Linked DNA regions of Sus scrofa: region 1 is linked to region 2. A link is a contact called in public HiChIP or PLAC-seq data. All regions are on one chromosome and are shown on one strand. Each heading gives the region's core, a stretch centred on a gene start, on an enhancer-like site or on the middle of the called end of the contact. The rest is flanking DNA. Distances are from core to core; before and after follow the strand shown.

Region 1 (3,316 bases), core at 28-2,527, 310 kb after region 2:
GATGGGGGGGGGGGCATTTCTCCAGAACAGCAAAGCTCCAGATGTCAAAACATCAGAAAACACAAAAAATCAAATGGCATGGTTAACACATGGAGTAAAGGGCCAAGCCCCCTTAACTTGACTCTGGGACAGCTGTGAAGGGGGCCCCACAGCTCCCAGAGGGCTCTTCGAGGCCTGGATCACTGCCTCACAGTCCACCCTCCCCCTCTGCTCCCTCACGTGGCCCCACCCTGGGGAGCACACCCCAAGACACTTCCCAGGCCTGCAAACCTCCATCTCAGCCTCTGTCTCCCAGGGAACCGAGTGAAGGCACTCTCCAAGCACCGCTAAGCACCACCCACCCCTCCCCTTTCCATCGCAGCCAAATTTCCTGAAAGAGCCACCTCCCCCCATTGTCGCCACTTCCCAAAGGCAACTTCCACAACTTTGGCTCAGCTATTCTCAAACTTCAGCGTGACTCAGAGTCACACGAAGGGCTCGTTCAGCCACATGTCGTAGGCAGCCGGCTCCGAGTTCCTGATTCAGTAGCTCTGAGATGAGGCCCAACAATCTGCTTTCCTTCCCCCCCCACGTTGGAGGACCCCTGCTTTCAAAAAGCCCCTTCCTGGTGGGGCCTCTGTTTCCTGTCAGTCTCCCCTTGTGCCTTCCTGAATCTTGACATCCTGTGACTCCTGCAGTCACTGAGGGTTCTCCTGGAGACAGGCCCTCCCTCTTGCCTCCCAGACTTTGTATGGATTTTGTTTGCATCTCAACACACCCCTCATGGGTTTCCCCTGCCCCACGGGTCCCCTTCCAACTTCCTGTCTCTTCTCAAGTCACTTCTTCAGGAAGTTTCCCTCCTCGGTTCGCCTCCCTTCCCAGGCAGCCCTCTGCAAGGCATCCCTGAGAGAGTGGGGGCACTGGACACCAGGGAGACGGCTCTTTTTGATTATAGAAGCCCCTCTTCCCGGCTGAGGCAAAATGGCAAAGGAAGAGGCTGCGATGGGGGTGGGGTGTGCTGGGCCCCCTGGAGGCTCTGGTGAGGACAGAGAGGAAGAGGCTGCTGTGTCTGCAGGATTCGGGGTGCTTCCTCTGGCCCTGAATGAATGCCCTCTCCTCCCCAAGGCTGGCAGTCTTGTCCTGCTCTCCTCAGCCCCTGCAGGCCCCCTGCCCTCAACCTCTCTGTCCCTCCCACACCCCACTGCATGGGCCAGATGAGACCCACATCCTGCACCAGCTCTCCCAGGGGAGTGGCCTCCCCACTCTGGGGCGTCCAGCCAGCCCTGGTGGGAGTCATGTGATCACTTTGGTATGCGTGACAAGCTCCCCAGAGTGATGCTTTGAGGGGTGACCTTGCCAGGACAGAACCAGCTCCTTGAGAATTTGCTGATGTACAGCTGGACTGCTCCCTGCGCCTGGGGGCAGGGGGCAGGAGTGGGGGATGGGAGAGGCAGAGTCAGGGGCCCACTCGCTTTTTCTCTGCAGATATTTGGCCCCAATTTTTAAGCCCAGGTTACGTAACACCTGAGGAGAAGGACGCTCCCCTGTCACCCACACCTTTCCCTTTCTGTGGAGCATTTCACAAGCTCAGCTGCTTCTCAGAGAAGGTCTATTTTGGGAGCTGTTTCCATTTGACCTATATTAAGCACAGTCACAAGGCAGAGGCAAGTTGCGGGGTGCAGGGTGGCCTGCTTGCTCTTTGTGCTTTTTTGGTGTCACGGGTGAGGAAAACAGACAAGCTGGTGCCCACAGCTTGGGAGCCAAGACCCAAGTGGCCTGTGAGCCTCCCCAGGGCATCAGGCTACAGAAAGTTCTAGACTCAGATGGTCCATCTATACCTAGGGGAGGTACAGGCCCAGGCCATGGTCCCACTTCGCGATTCTGATTTGCCTCCGCTGAGGCCTTGCTGTCGGAGAACACCTGAGTCACTGCAGCACTGGTCAGGGAGGAATTTAGGTTCCCTGCAGGCCTAGAATCTACCAGGCTAGGCCAGGATGCGTCCCAGCCTGGGCCTGTGAAACGCAGTTAGTACAGTTTTAATTGGCCTTCATGTCCCTTGGCGGGGAGTTCTCCTTTCTGAGTTAATAATTAAAATCACATGACCAGCAGGGGGAGAGAAAGGGCTGTTGGGAGCCACTGGCCCAGGCACTGTGCACAAACACGTACCGCTCAAGAATTCCCACCACTTCTCAAGTGGCCCGTGGACAAAATGACAACAGAAGTGATTCACCAACTAAACACCCCCTTTACCCCTCTTCCCTGGGGGCATGTTTTCTCACTTGAGCCCCTTCTCATAGTCCCCCCTCGGAGTCAAGGGCATCATTCCTGGGTCTAAACCTTGGCCCCATGCTGCTGACCCCAAAACCTACAGTGCCAGTGCTTCATCTTTCCTGGGAGTCAAGCCCATACCGCCACAACGTCCTCCCACTGATAGAGCACATTCAAAACCTTCAAAGCAGAACTGCACGCCTCCTCCACTCCCAGGTCAGCCCCGCTCTTAGGATGCCCCGCTCTTCCACATAGAAGCACAGAACTGAGGCTGACCTGACGGGAACTTGTCCAGCCAGCCCGGAGATGCTGGTATTACATCCCTTCGGAACTGCTGGAGGGGAGTCTGGGCTTTGTACTGTGAAGCAGACAGCAGGCTTTCTGACCCCAGCCTTTGTCATGGAGTTAGGGAAGGGCTCCCCTCCAGATGCTGGGTTTGTCCTGCACACCAAAACCATCACCCGACTCCTACCAGAGCTGGCTGGAAGCACCTGGGAAAGTGGGAGGGGGCTCCTCTGGGGGGGTTGGCGCTCGCCCTTTGTGAGGAGTGGGAGGAATGGACAGAGCTGGGCAAGGAGTGTAAGCTGAGCAGAGTGAGAGGAGATTTAAAAACTTGAGGTCAGAGGATCCCACATTGCCTTGGGCTGTGCTGTATGTCACAGACGCGGCTCGGATCTGGCGTGGCTGTGGCTCTGGCGTAGGCTGGCAGCTATAGCTCCGATTAGACCCCTAGCCTGGGAACTTTCATATGCCGTGGGTGCGGCCCTAGAAAGACAAAAGACAAAAACAAAACAAAACAAACTTGAGGTTGGATTACATTTAGAGCAGATAAGCAATGAGGTCCTACTGTCTAACTCAGGGATAGACCAGTATCTTGGGATAATGATGGAAGGTAATGTAAGAAAAGGAATACACACACACACACACACACACACACACACACACACACACACACGCACGCACGCACGCACGCAGGGCTGGGTCACTTTACTGAACAGCAGAAACTGGCACGACATTGTAAATCATGTATAACTTTTTTGTTTTGTTTTGTTTTTTAAAGGAGAGAAGT
Region 2 (3,482 bases), core at 125-2,624:
GAGGTGCAGCTTCTCTTTATGGATGGGGCAGCGGGAGGGGACCAAGTAGGTGAAGATGGGGAGGTGGGGGAGTGCTTGTCCTTCCACGTCCATCCCAGTGGTCAGTGCTTGCAGAGAACGCGCCCTTCCAGCCAACGCCTTGACACTTCTGGAGTCTGCGTTAATAACCTGGGCCCAGGAGAACAGGGAGGGCAAAGGCACAATGCTGTCTTTGTGTCTGACAGTTGGGTCCCTTGAGCCAAAAACCTCCTGAAACTCCCTGAAGATAACATGAGCATTTCTTCCCATGACTGGGGTGCCACGGCTTCCAATAACCCAGGCAGCCACATCTGCTGCCCTCCCTGAAAGTGCCTAGACAGGAAAAACAGAGTGCGTCACCAGCGTTCGGGGGCAGCTGCCGGAGATGCTGAGACAACCGCACAGCCTCAGCCTGCCTGGGGGCCAGGAGGGGGCTTATGGGGTTGGGGGAGACTCTGAAGAGGCAGGGTCTTGCTACACATGCTTCAGTGCCTCTGGGGAGTCAAGGAAGCGAAGGACTCTATTCAAGCTGTAGGCTGGCTCCGATTCCGCGTGAGAGCTCAGTGGCCCAGCCTACCGTTTCTTTTCACTGGGGAATCTGGCTGCTTAGGACACGCTGTGTCCTTGGTGGATTAGAAAGAGTCAAGTCAGCGCTCTTCTCATCATGTTGTTAACATTTATAGAGGGCTCACTACGCGCCAGGCCCTGTGTTAAGTGCTTCATATGCACTTAGATGCAGAACATGTTGGCGACACGGGTACTAGCAGCAACCTCACTTTACCAAGGAGAAAACAAAGGCTCAGGGAGGTTGAACTTGCGTTAGGGTCACAGACAGCAAGGGGCAAGGCCAGGAGGGGAATCCAAGGAGGGAGCCTTCCAAACCCAGCTTCTTAACCACTCCTCGATGCCTGGCCTGTCTGGAAGAGCTGATGCCATGAGTTAGAGGACTACAGTTCCATCCCCAACAAGACGGATGTGAGGAAGCGAAGAGGGAGGCCACCGGGCCATCTATAGGCACTGGGTGTGTACATCTGCCCTTCCCCTGTGGAGTCCTGGCCACTAACTTCTCAGAGTAAAGGACCCAGAGAGCTTTCCAATAGCAAATTCAGGCAAAGATGCTAGTCACTGCATCCTAGCCTCTACTTCTTTTGAGGAGAACAAAAGCTATTTTGATAAAGGTTGGGGTGTTAGGAGAAATTTTTGTTTGTTGGTTGGTTTTTTGGTAGTGAGTGCTGGGAATTAAAGACCCTTCTGGAAACCACTTCCCTTTCAGATCTGCCCTGGATTAAACTCTGGAGACTGGGAGCCACACCCTCCCACTTCCTGGAGCAGGCTGGAGCCTGCCCAGATGCTTGGCGCTTCAGCTGCGAGCCTGCACAGCTGGTCAGCCTCTGCATGGGAGGTCAGCTCTGAGTCTGTCCTCCTCCTGCCTTTGCTTGAAAAAAAGGAGGGCTCTTTTAACATGAACCCATTTCCCTTTAAGTGACCTACCTTTGGATTTCCCAAAGATAGAGCCACTGTTCAGATGTGTGCTGGACTTCCCTTCCTGCCAAAGCCAGTTCTGAGTCCTGGGCCAAGGAAGGCCAAGGTTATTAAGACAAGAATTGTCAGCGGCTAGGATGACAGACAAGGGCCTCCACCAGGCTGACAGCGCCGGGCTTTCTGGAGCTGTCACGGTGAGAGACACTGTACAGATACAGTCTCCCGTGGTAAACCCTCACTCAGATTTGTGGGTGAGGAGCTGAGAGGCCACACTTGACCAGAAGGCCACAACCTCAGGAGGGCCTTGCAGCCTGAGTGGGGTCACATGAAGCAATGTAAAGAATACCGAACAGAGCCTCGAACTCGAATTCTACTCCCAGTTGTGTCAGAATAGGTTTATGACCTTAGTCACTGCAACTCCTTGGGCCTTGGTGTCCTCATTAGGAAAACTCAGGAGGCTGGAATGGATGACCTCTCAGGGTTTCCAGCTCTAATTTTCTAAGAATCTAGATTCTCTTCTCTTCCCATTGTGGAGATAAAATAGGGATAAAAACTGGGGGCTTACAAGGAGGTAGAATTTAATCACGACTCCTGCTGAGTGGCTCCAGGTCCTGGCTAAGAATGCGTTTAGCAGCAGAGAGAAAGGGACCTGGACATCATGGGAAAGTCTCCCGGCCTTTAACACTGCCTGAGGGGGCCTATGCTGCAGGAACCCTTTCTGCAAACTGCAGACGGCCACGCCAGGTCCCAGTAATGAATGGGCTGTTCAGAAGCAGGGTGTCTGTCCGTCCTCACCCACCTCTTTCACCTGCCCCTGGAGGAGAAGCGGCCCAGGCTGATCTGAGGGAAGAAAGTGTCCCAGGACAGGAGGTCCTGCAAGCCCCCGTCCGGGCGAGGTTCTACAGCAGCACGACTGGGAGTAACAGGCCCAGGGCCTGCCTCCCCAGCCCTACGCAGCACTGAGCCAGAGCTCCGGTTCTAAGCAAAGGCCACCGGAGTCTTGGAAAGAACTGGTTACTCACTGTTTTGGGGACAATCTGTTTCTTGGGCTGCCCAATCTTAAAAGGAATCCTGTAAGAGAAAGAGACAAGGAGGGGTGTTAGGAGAAATGGGGGCAAGATGTGGCTGAAAAGACTGGATGAGTATGGACCACTTCTCTCCGGAGGGTAGTGAGGAGTGGCCAGGCCCGGGCTCCAGGAGAATAGTCCTCCAGGGACAGTGTCAGATGGGGTGGCCCGAGCATCTTTCCTACTAATGGTGTGTTGTTTAAATACACTGCAAAGGTGAAGGCAGGAAAGACGAGATACTGCACAAATAAAAGTCACCAAAAGTCTGTGGCTTGAGGCTCAACTGGATAGCTGTCATCCTGGAAAATGCGCCTTTAAAAAAACACCACAAACCCCACTATCACCTGCATTAGGTGTTTCCCTACTTTTTGAGAGAGAGACAAACGGTGGAGGGCTTCTTGTGTGCCAGGGAAGAGGTGACAAATTGTAGGAGCAGCAAGGACTAGCCAGGCTGGGTTACTTTCTGCGAGAACTGACAATACCTAAATGAGGCTAGCTTGCAGAAGACTGAATCAAGCCCAAGTCTGCCTTGAACTTGCTGGGAAGCTCTGCAGCTCAGGATCCCTTCTTGGAACAAGAAGACAGCTTGGCATAATGGAAGGAAGGTCATGGCCTAGGAACCCAACCCCGAGCGCTAATCCTGCCTCCCTCTTGGCAGGTAATGACGGTGCTGGGACTTAATTTCCTGGTGAAATGAGGGGGTTAAACTGGATAATCTAGAAGCTTCCTTCAAGTGCTGCAAATTTTATACTCTTACAATTCTGAGAAGAATAACCAGGCTAGAAAGCAACCACAGTGCATCCCAACAGCCGAGGAGACGCAGGCTTCTCCTGGACCAGGTGGGAGTGAGTTTTGCACCCCTGGCTGGGATCAGCTCAGGGACAAGCTCTAGGGGTGCAGGCTAGGACTCCCCCC

Evidence for each region. HiChIP or PLAC-seq counts read pairs in DNA pulled down with a chosen protein or histone mark.
Region 1: a contact with region 2 is called in an H3K27ac HiChIP or PLAC-seq map of alveolar macrophages. The contact joins two enhancer-like sites. A contact is called at or near these places in 1 of 47 Hi-C or Micro-C datasets (epiblast stem cells) and 1 of 2 datasets of contacts at active chromatin or transcription factors (alveolar macrophages).

What each region holds. Positions count from the first base shown.
Region 1 is chr14:7,206,799-7,210,114 of Sscrofa11.1, forward strand. No RefSeq gene overlaps it. Among named protein-coding and RNA genes, the nearest start is that of RHOBTB2, 15 kb to the right of the region's middle. Within about 2 kb of position 1,278, at least 41 of the 83 cell types and tissues checked have an H3K27ac peak or open chromatin away from gene starts, as enhancers often do. A contact at or near this core is called in alveolar macrophages, where this site is marked.
Region 2 is chr14:6,893,792-6,897,273 of Sscrofa11.1, forward strand. It overlaps BIN3 (bridging integrator 3), which reads right to left. Exons shown (of 11, transcript XM_021073387.1): 2 at 2,523-2,571. Among named protein-coding and RNA genes, the nearest start is that of BIN3, 31 kb to the right of the region's middle. Within about 2 kb of position 1,375, at least 13 of the 83 cell types and tissues checked have an H3K27ac peak or open chromatin away from gene starts, as enhancers often do. A contact at or near this core is called in alveolar macrophages, where this site is marked.